Linked DNA regions of Zea mays: region 1 is linked to region 2. The links are chromatin contacts, called in public Hi-C maps. All regions are on one chromosome and are shown on one strand. Each heading gives the region's core, a stretch centred on a gene start, on an enhancer-like site or on the middle of the called end of the contact. The rest is flanking DNA. Distances are from core to core; before and after follow the strand shown.

Region 1 (5,190 bases), core at 2,390-4,889, 160 kb before region 2:
CAAGCAAATCTCTCTCTCTAATCGCTAGGGCGTTGTGTGGAATTTGGAGAGGATTTGATCTCTTTGGTGTGTCAAGAATTGAATGCTAGAACTCTTGTAAGTAGTAGGGAAGTGGAAAACTTGGATGCCATGAATGGTGGGTGGTTGGGGGTATTTATAGCCCCAACCACCAAACTAGCCGTTTGGTGAGGCTGTCTGTTCGATGGCGCACCGGACAGTCCGGTGCACACCGGACATGTCCGGTGCGACAGCCACGTCACCAAAGCCGTTGGGTTCCGACCGTTGGAGCTCTGTCTTCTGGGCCCGCCTGGATGTCCGGTGGCGCACCAGACATGTACTGTTGAGTGTCCGGTGCGCCAGCATGGGCGTGCCTGACCTCTGCGCGTGCTGGCGCGCACTTAATGCGTCGCAGGTAGCCGTTGGCGCCGAAATAGCCGTTGCCCCGCTGTTACACCGGACAGTCCGGTGCACACCGGACATGTCCGGTGAATTATAGCGGAGCAGCTGAAATGAATTCCCGAGGCTGGCGAGTTCCGGAGGCCGCACTTTGTTGGAGCACCGGACATGTCCGGTCTACACCGGACAGTCCGGTGAATTATAGCGGAGTCGCCTCTGGAATTTCCCGAAGGTGACGAGTTTGGAGTTGGAGTCCTCTGGTGCACCGGACATGTCCGGTGGCACACCGGACAGTCCGGTGCGCCAGACCAGAGGTGCCTTCGGTTGTCCCTTGCTCCTTTGTTGAACCTAATACTTGGTCTTTTTATTGGCTAAGTGTGAACCTTTTGCACCTGTATAACTTATACACTAGAGCAAACTAGTTAGTCCAAATATTTGTGTTAGGCAATTCAACCACCAAAATTAATTAGGGACTAGATGTAAGCCTAATTCCCTTTCAGTAACCCAGCTTCATCATCATGGGTACGTCATCTTCAGACACTGTAGATTTCTCAAAATCTAGATGATTGGGTTTACTTGGGATCAAAATACTGTAATCTTCCTCTTCATCAATATCTTCTTCTTCAGCAACAGTATGTTCGACTTCGGTAGCAGGAGCACCTTCATCAGTAGCTTCCTCTGTCACAACTAGACCTGACTGTCTCATAACTTCGGAAATTGGAGCTGTCTCGGTGGCCTCGGTTTCCTCTCCTTCATGAGTCACCCTTGCAGTCGAACGCACTCTGGTCACCTGATGAATTTTTTGCGGTTTTACGAAGTCGATGATTCTTTTTGCAGTTTTGACGAAGCTCACTCTTTTGACGAAGTTAACTCTAAATGATGAAGAGTTCGCTTGAGAGCACAATGAAAAAGCTTCGGCTATGGTGTTTTTTTAACAGCACAACAATGCAATGACAATGAATGTTGTGGTAACTCTGCACCAACCCATCTGTTTATATAGTGCTGCAGGTGGGAAGGTGAACCGCCAAATCGCTCGCACCCGCTGAACGGTGGACCACTCGGCGCCTGGAAGGTGAATCGCCAGATCGCTCGCACCCACTGAACGGTGGACCACCCGACGCTTGGAGTATTTTAATCATTTCTCGGCAACGAGCTCAGGGAAGGTGTTTTTCGGACCTTCGGCATTCCGAAGCCTTTGAGATTTTTCACGGATCGAGCTCGTTACAAAAAACGATCTAGCACCGCGAAGGGGCTACTGTTGGGGGCCTTCTTCCTCGCCGAAGGTCCTCCAAGTAAAAACACATTCGGCAGGGTGATATGCAAGCAGACACAACATGAAAGTATAAGCCGAAGCTACAATACAGGGAGCTTCAGCATGACGATGTGTCTTGAGACGAAGGTCAACACCGACTTAAAGAGTAAAAGACCGTTTAGTCCATGATAAGTTGTGTTTTAGTTATGATTAGTTACCAAGGACATAAATGTAATTTCGTCTGGGCTGCGTCCCGTGCCTATAAATAGATGAACAATACCCCCGTAGTGTTCACGCTGGCTTGTATTCACTCGCACGTCACACACAGATTCTCACCTTCTGTCAAGCCGAAGGTATAAATGTAATTCAATATTATCCATGTTTATTCATGATTATATAATAAAAATGTCTGAATAATATCATATGATTATTCATGTTTTTTATGTGTCATATGATCCTGCTTTCCATTGTATATTGAGATGATGAAGGTACGTCCTTCATGACCTTCGTCTAAAGATCATTATATCCTACGGGAAATAATGCTTCAAAGGATGAATATCTTTAATCATTAACATTTGTGTTGTCTTGTTCTTAATTCATAGCATTTGAGAACAAGTCCCCACCACTATATGAACAAAAGAATCAAACATACCACTAAGTTTTTGCTGATTGTATCGAAGAACTATGTACCTTGTCGAATATCGATCTCCTCAAAGAGCGAGTGTGCCATGAAAGGGATAGGGTCACGTGATGCCTCTGGGTGAGAGCTAGGGCTCGTTAGTTTGCCAAACTCGTGGCTGTCAAGGACAGGTTGCATCATCACGACGAGCGAGATCGAGCTTGCTAGGTTGGCTGGCGTGACGACGACGATGAATGAGGCGAGGGCGTCAGGAAGAGGTGGGATCGGGTGACGTCGCATGTTGGGAAAGGGAGATAGTGGGAACAGGGCATCGGGGCGAACTAGCTCAGGTGGCGTTAAGAATGGGGTCAGACGGCGGACGAGAAAACCTAGGGCAAGGCTATTTTAGCCTATCCAAAAATTTAAATATTTTTTTCTATACTTAACATTAAGTATAAAAGGTTATAAAATTTGAGGGAGGCCATGACCCACTTTGCCCCTCTTTAGATCCGACCATGGCCACGACGCATACCCTCGGCGCTCGCTTACAGTGTCGCACGCCCCTCGAACATGTCAAAGCTCTCGCCGCAATCAGGTTTGTGTATCATGAGCTTATATCACCTCACCTACCCATTAGTATAACTTATCATCCTTGCTACTTCTGTCCCATGCAGATTATCTTACTCAAGAAAGCCCAAAGCTTAACGATGTGAACAAAACATTACATATTTGGATATGACATATTATGTCAAATGGGAACCAACAAACATAACATCTTCTTACCATTTGGATGTGTATCTGGACTATCCTTTTTTTGGACACCAGGTAGGTATATATTTTTGCCGTTAAGGGGATCTTTGCAACCCGACTTCTTGTTTTTGAGGGGAAGACTTGACTCCTTGTAATCACAACACAAAACTTAAGTATAATTGCTTCCCATTAACTGTGTGCTACATGTTTGAAAGAGACTGAATCATTGACAAAGAAATTATGAGATATTATGACCGATAATATACGTGTTGCTCCTTTTTATGTAAATATTGTGTGATATCATTTTATCGAATAGTTTGTGTGCTGTCACAAGTCATAACGTATTGGCGTAAATCTGAAAAAAACCGAAGACAAATATATAAAGCAATAAAACGGGCTACTCCTTTCCTCGTGATTGTGATACGGGCTGTTTACAGTTTTTTAAGGATCTGCTGTTGCAATGTTGCTCGCCCTGTTCCTTGTGCTGGGTCTTTATGTGGGCTGCCGTGATCCCATATGGGGGTCGGTCAACGGATCCCGATTCCCTCAGCGGTCAGGCGGGCCTCATGCCTCATCCCCTAACCGAACAGGAGTAGCCACGGACTCCGACACTCCGTTCAACCCCCCTGCCTTTTTGCTCTCCTGTTCACCCCTTGTGCCCGCGCTCTCTCGTGGCGACGACTTGCGCGACCGCCGCCAACGCCAGGCACCTAGGTCTTCGTCGGTCCTTTCTTCAGAGACGAGCACCCAACAGGTATGCGCACCCCTTCTCGTCCCTTCTGTGCGAAACCGAGCACCCGAACCCTAGCTTAAGCTATTTGGATATTTCTAACCGGATCTGATGTGATTAAAGTGTATACATGTACTATGCCTAGTCATTTCGCTTCTTCTGCTAAATTTACTGGGTTTCAATTTGTACACCCATGTTGTCCAACCAGTTTAGCGGAGCAGGGTGTTCTTTTTGCCCGTAGCGAGATTGGTTTCCTAAAGGTTTGGTGGTTCAGTTGGATTCTCATGAACTTAAATTAAACATGTGAAATGCCCCTGCAAGTGGGTTGGCGTGCAGTGTGCTCATCTTGGTATGTTTATTGTGCTACTGATTGGGCATGATGTGGGTGATGAAACATGGATGCTATCGTGAGCTGAACATGGGAAGCCAAACTGTATCTTTCCCGTGTTAGTGACGTGCTCAAATGACTTGCCTTATTATTTATGGGCAGAATTACTGAGTTTTTTTTGTTCACGTGCTCAAGTGCTCTAAATGACTTGCCTTATGCAGTATTTTATTTGAGTGCTTGCTATTTTCGAAAATTTGCTACTAGAGCTGCAGCAGGATCAGAATGTGCAGTTGGAAATTTGTTTTTTTCTTTTTCCTTATAGGTAGCACCCTGATGAGGTGTGGTTTCCACGCCATTCCTCACCATTTTTTATATGAAACCAAGTTATTGTAGAGGTTATGTTACATAGTCAATGCAAGTTGCCACTATATCCACATCTTTTTGGTTGGTCTTTTGAAAAGAAACAAATGTCCTCTTTAATCCATCCAGTTTGGTGCTAGTGGTTTTTTAGGCTGTAGCGAGTTTATTTGAAAAGTAGGGGTTCAGTTGAATTCCTGCCTTGTAGTACCACCGGTTTCTCGCTCTGACAAAAATCATCCGTAATTGAACTAGCTCCCCTGGTCCAGATGACGAATAAATATGCCCATAGGGTCTATTAATTATGCTTCAGGCTGCATGTTGAATTGTCTATGCAAATGCCCTGTCCAATAAGGTTCATGTCCAGCATGCACGGTTTGGTACCTTTCATGTTTTATTGGCTGAACATAAATTGTCTGCTGAATCTGTGCAGTTCAAATGTGAGTTTGAGTGCTAAATGTAAGGCAAACTGCAGCAGGATTTTGTTGCTGTGTTATGTACATGCACTTACTGAAGTGCCCTTAACGACTGTCTTTATGCAATATGCTTATGTGAGTGTTTGATCACTTTTTTATACACGCTAATAGAATTTTAGATGAGCAGTTAAGAATTTGCTATTGCACTTGCACCTAGGTGGTAGCCTGATGAGATGTGCTTGTGAAGTCATTGCTAATCTTTTATGGGCACAACTAATCTATTTCAGAGGTCATTTTATGGAATTGCTTCAAGTTGCATAGTTTCATATGCTAGGAAGTATT
Region 2 (5,588 bases), core at 1,781-4,280:
CGTTCCCTTTTTCTCTGTCGCATTGCAAGTCTTAGCTTTTGCTTGACACCACCCTTACCTTTGTAATCATTAGATCTTGCCTCGATGCTTATCTTAGGTCTGCTTTTTGGAACCTCTTCTTTTCTATCTCAACTCGAGAGTGGTGTTCTGCCCATTATGCCCTTGGTCGTATCCTTATCCTAGTCGCTTGCATTGCTTGCTTTAACTCCATCCTTTATTGTGCTCGTGCCCCTATCCTGCACGTACTGTTCTTCTCCTCTTCCTTCGACAACCTTAGAGAGTAGTTATTCCCTTTTCAAGAAAGTCCACCATTTAATTAAAAGGAACGTATAACAACGAAATGTTTGTCGTTGTGTGCTCATGATGTTTGTCTTTATGTTATGACTAATTTGCTTCTTTGAAATGAGTGTTGATGTGTTGTGGCCCTTGGTCCGCAATGACATCAGTTTACTAGGTGACTGCCATAGAGTTAGGTAGTTGGGTGCTCTTCCTTTTCTCTCTTTAATCCATCTATGCTTACCTTTTCTATCTATACCCTTCCCTCTTGCACCTATCCGGTTGGCATTCTCCAACCTCTCTTAATCAGTCAAGATCAGAGTCGGCGACATCTTCACCAAGTGCATATCAACGCTTCTGTTAAGGGGGTTAGCCGCTAACCCCAATGAAGACAATGCGATCAACATCAACCAACAAGAATCAAAGTGGCGTAGCTTAAGCGTGTGTGGGTCCTAACCCATAGGTCCAAGAGATCCTCAGGAATTGCATCAATTAGTATCGAGCATTTGAAGGTCAAAACAACCAGTCTGCAAGTCAACTCAAGAAAGTCATGAACAACCTATGAACCAACTCAAGAAAGTCGTGAACAACCTATGAACCAACCTTGTCGTTCTTGTTAGCCTCTTCTTGAATCTCGAGGGCGAGATTCTGTTAAGGGGGTTAGATTTGTAACACCCTGAATTTGGGGTATAATTTTTTTCCTAATATCCACCAAATTCAGGTGTTACTCTCTCTTTTCTTTGTTTTCCTTCTCTATTTCCCCAAAATAGATAACTATTTTGTTTTATATTGGCATAACCTAGTGGAATAAGCCCTAGAGGTGCTTTGATTGTTGCATCTCATGCCAAAGCATAGCTATTTCTTTTTATTTATTTGATGGATGAACTCGATGTGCAGTCTTTTTTATTTATGAGTTGTGCTCGAGTTTGAAGTTAAATAGAAGGAAAAAGGAAAACGATAAAAAGGAAAACCTTTTTCTTTTTCTCTCTCTTTTTCTTCTCTCCCCTTTCCCCTTTTCAGCTCAGCGCCGCACCCCCTCTTCTCGGGCCTCCTCATGCCCTTGCTTGGGCCGCCAGGTCAGCGTGGGCCCCGTCAGCTACTGCGCCCACCTCCTATTCCTCTTCCTCGAGCTGCCCCAGCGCATATCTCCCGCGACGGTCCCCCTCGTACAAGAAAGAAATCGCACCCGCCGAGCCTGCAGTTGTCGGCTGCCGTCGAGGTAGGTCCCTCCTGCCAACCCTCCTCTCTTCTACTCCTCCGGCTGAGCCCCACCGGCGGCCAGCGCCCTCGCCGGGCGAGTCCGAGGTCATGTCCCCGCACGCGGCGGCCAGCAGCCCCTGCCCTCCTGCTCGTCGTTCCCCTCCCCAGTCCGAGCGTGGATCCCCTCCCCTCTGTTCTCGACGGCGTGGTGGCCAGCCGCTCCCCTCTGTTCTCTGCGGCACGGCGGCCAGCCCCCCCACGCGATTTCTTTTCTCATGACCCGCCTTGACCGAGATCGCCGCGGCAGCAAAGCTCTGAAGCCGAACCCTAGCCATGCTCGCTCTCCTGGCTTCACCATCGTCCCACCATAGCCGCATCGTGTGCCTGCAGTCCGGTGAATCACCGGCAAGCCTCGCCCAGCCACGCTGCCTCCCCGGCACTCGGCCAGCGTCCTGGTCGGCTCCGACGAACCGCCAGCGAAGCCGCCCCTTCCCCCCGGTCGGAGCCCTCCTGCCCCGCACATTCCTCCTTTGTCGTGTCGGCCCCTGCGCACCGCCCTCGCGCGCTCCTTGTCGCGTCTCGCTCCTGTCGTTTGACGCGCCATGTGCTTGTCGAGTCGCGTGCGCACCGCAGCCACTCAACCGTGCCCTCGCGGTCGTCGTCGTGCCCCTCTCGCTATCGCACTTGTGTTCGTATACGCGTAGGACATCGTCGGGAATCTGACGACGTCTGTCTACCTCTCCCCCCGTCTACACCCCCTGCGTGCACATAGCCTCACCGTCGCATCGCTCTCTATGCCGAGTCGTCGCGTACGCGGTTTCGCATGCATCGTGCGGGTCGTTTTGATTGGCGTCAATAATTCACATCACCTAGAATCGCTCGTGCTAAGTACATATTTAAACGACGTCCGTTCCAATGTGGCAAAATAGTCGAACTAAATGGTAAAATTATTTGTGCGTACGATAATTATCTGATTAATATGATTGTATCTATATAAATGTTTTTGAATTAGTATTTGCTTAGTATTAATATATCTATTTACTATTTGATCATATACTTATTCAGCCTATTTAGTCTATTCGCTTGGCTTTAATCCATAACAGCTTCTACAATATTTTGTCTCTATAGATTGCAACTGCAACTATCCGAACAACTGGAAGCGAACAAAAATACTTCCAAAGATCAATAAATGGACTTGGGATGTTGACTGCAGCTATGATAGAAATTCATGCTTCATCAACTATATATGACTAGGAAGAGGCACCAGTGAAAGTGAAAAAAAACTTTATTTTGGGGTAATAATCTGAAGTTTTATGCTAGAACTTTATGCCCATTTATGAAAATAGCAGACGCGGTGCTTCACTGCTTCCTGTCAACTCGTCGAGTTAGAAGATTGGCGTGCCATTGTGCCAAGCAAACGTTTGTGTTCATGCCACGCTTTCGGCTAAACACGACATGGTTTAATGGGCCATGTCAACCCGGGCAGGATGCCGACCGGGCCAGGCCGTGTCAATGCACGATAACTACCGGGCTGTGCCGGGTTGTTTTGGCCCAAAATAGAGGACTAGGAGGTAGTGCCGACAGAGGCACGAGCGCCTCCCTCGTCTTCGTTCCGTCTCTCCCCACAGGGAACCGCCGCCCGTCGCCTCCAGATACGTGCCTCCGGCGGAAAATCGGTATCGAGCTCGCTTTGTTCGAGTGAGTAACGCGCAGCGACTCCTCTCCCAACCAGATTTTGATGGATTTCGGGCACGCGTGGCACAGGCACGGATATGTTAGCGGATCGGGCGGCCGGATCACCGCCGGCTTGCTCCCTCTCCTCATGATTGGGCGCGCTCATATCCCTCTTTTTTTTTTTCTGCGCACGGAGACTAGGTTGGCTCTCCGTAGGCTTCCCAGATCCTCTCCATCCTGACCTCTTTCTCTTTGTGCAGATCTTCTGTATAGCCAGCAAGGAGGCCTCTCCATCTCCTCCGGGAAGGTAAACGCTGCTCGATTCCTCTTACATACCAGGTGCTCGCTGCATAGGTTCACCTTTTTAGCATTGGAACAGGCCATTGTTACTTTTAATAAATGTCGTAAAAGTTAGTTGACTATATCATTATGGGAAATTTGGATCCATACCATTAAAAGATCACCACTTTGGATCCATACCATTACTATCTCACTTACATGTGGGTCCACATGAGTCAATGACATGTGGGGTCCATGGTATATATCTAAAGTTTGGATCTTTTAATGGTATAGATCCAATTGTTCCTATCATTATTGGGTTGGTTCTCTCTTTATTCGGTAGCACTTAGTTGTATGGGTTTGTCACAAATTAAGTGCAAGGTATATTGTCTTGATGTCTTTTCAATATGGGGAATTGTATGTCCTGCTCTAACTTTGGGCTTCTCTGAATTTTCCAATGTTAATTTACTGAACTTTATGCTACTATACAAAACACAGATAAGTTTTAAACTGTTTTTCCCCTTTCGTATCTGATTTGATACGCATATGTCTATTTCTAATTGCAATTTATCATTTGTTAAATGGATGGTTTGCCTATCAACCAGCTTAAAATTATTTCTCAGGCTGCTGAAGCTGTTACCACAATGTATGCATACACATTGTTTGTGTATAGGTGTGCAGGACGAACACCATCCGGCACCTATGATCCCTTTGCTAAAAGAAACAAAATTAGGATGGCAAACCATAGGCATAAGGTGTCATACAGGCAAAACTATTGTTGCCACCTTACATTTTGCACTAATCATAGACAGCACTAATGGAGCAAACCATAATTGTCTATCTTACTAAGTCCTGTTGACTCAAACGCGTGAAGAGGATAAACATACATCGTTAGAGTGTACCTGTGATTTTCTTAATACAAGAAAAATTGAAGGATCTGACTTATAACTACATTTACAACAGTGAAATTTTGGATATAATGATTGAAACACTGATAAACCACAGTATCATTTATCTTTTACACAAAATCAACTATTCATAGGAATATACAATGTAATTTCAAATTCCCATTCAAATACATAAGTAGTGCCAGGTTATAACACTTATTATGGGGGGTGAACAAAAAATAGAATAAAATAAAAATATCAATTGGAAAAACTCCCAGGAAAGTCCAGTGCAACGCTAGGTGGATCAGAGTTTTCATCCACTTGATCCCATGAACATTAGGACCTGGCACTAGAGGTCTGAGAGCAAAGAAGAGCTTCTGCAGAACAAACCAAACTATCTAGTGAAGCAAGGCAGTGCTACCTTATTGAATAGGAGCAATATTACATCGCTTTGGCAGACATGCAAGTCATGGAAGTTTTGTATAGCAAGTCCACAGGACATAGTAGGATAGACCTGTGTAGTTTGCTTCATTAGTGATGTTGATGAATGATTGAAATGTAAGTTAGCTGCAAGCCTGCAATAGTGTGACTATGCTTATCCTTACTTAGAATGCATGTCTATATGGATTTTCGGCCAAGCTCTCTGCCTCTCTTTAAACATGTGTGAAGTGCGGGTGCCTAGAATTTTAATATGTTACAATGCTCAAATTTATGTTCTCTATGCTATCAGATATATCATTTTTAGCTCTGTGTACATAGTCACAGTGGTTAGCATTGATATTGACTAGGGTCTAGGAATTTGCTTAAATGTGTTACTTGGGTTTGTTCTAAGCCACCAAGTTCATTAGGATCAATTGATTTTGGTATTCTCCAATTTAATTGATATGTTAATATTTCTATGTTGAGCTTTGCAAAACTTGTATTCAAATTTTCTTTTACCAAAACCATGATTATGTGCTGATCCGTGATTATTAGCTATTGTGCAGGCTGTGCAGCAATGGAGAAGTATAACAGCAAGACTCAGTTAGCACCCTTGAGAGATACCCCATTTGCTCTCCGTGGTAAGAAATCCTGCTCTGGTTTGTTATATATGTTCTCTGTCATGTTGTAGTTTCAAGACAACAATCAATGATACACGGACACCCATTAGGAGATAGTTTTAGCACACTGTAATCACCCCAACCACATTATTTGGGATGCCAACAAGGACTATATCTCTCCAATCATTTTGCAGTACGTAGTCAGAAGTTGCTTTCCTAAATCTTGAAAAAC

What was found. A called contact is a pair of places that touch in the nucleus more often than the background predicts.
Region 1: a contact with region 2 is called in a Hi-C map of ear, with 2.7 times the contacts expected there. The contact joins the promoter of LOC100193713 here to the promoter of LOC100281355 in region 2. A contact is called at or near these places in 3 of 25 Hi-C or Micro-C datasets (bundle sheath, ear and tassel).

What each region holds. Positions count from the first base shown.
Region 1 is chr1:233,450,262-233,455,451 of Zm-B73-REFERENCE-NAM-5.0, reverse strand. It overlaps LOC100193713, which reads left to right and starts at 3,639. Exons shown (of 8, transcript NM_001358869.1): 1 at 3,639-3,771.
Region 2 is chr1:233,290,120-233,295,707 of Zm-B73-REFERENCE-NAM-5.0, reverse strand. It overlaps LOC100281355 (Succinate dehydrogenase subunit 3-2 mitochondrial), which reads left to right and starts at 3,030. Exons shown (of 4, transcript NM_001368000.1): 1 at 3,030-3,174; 2 at 3,411-3,457; 3 at 5,303-5,377. The coding sequence starts at 5,314.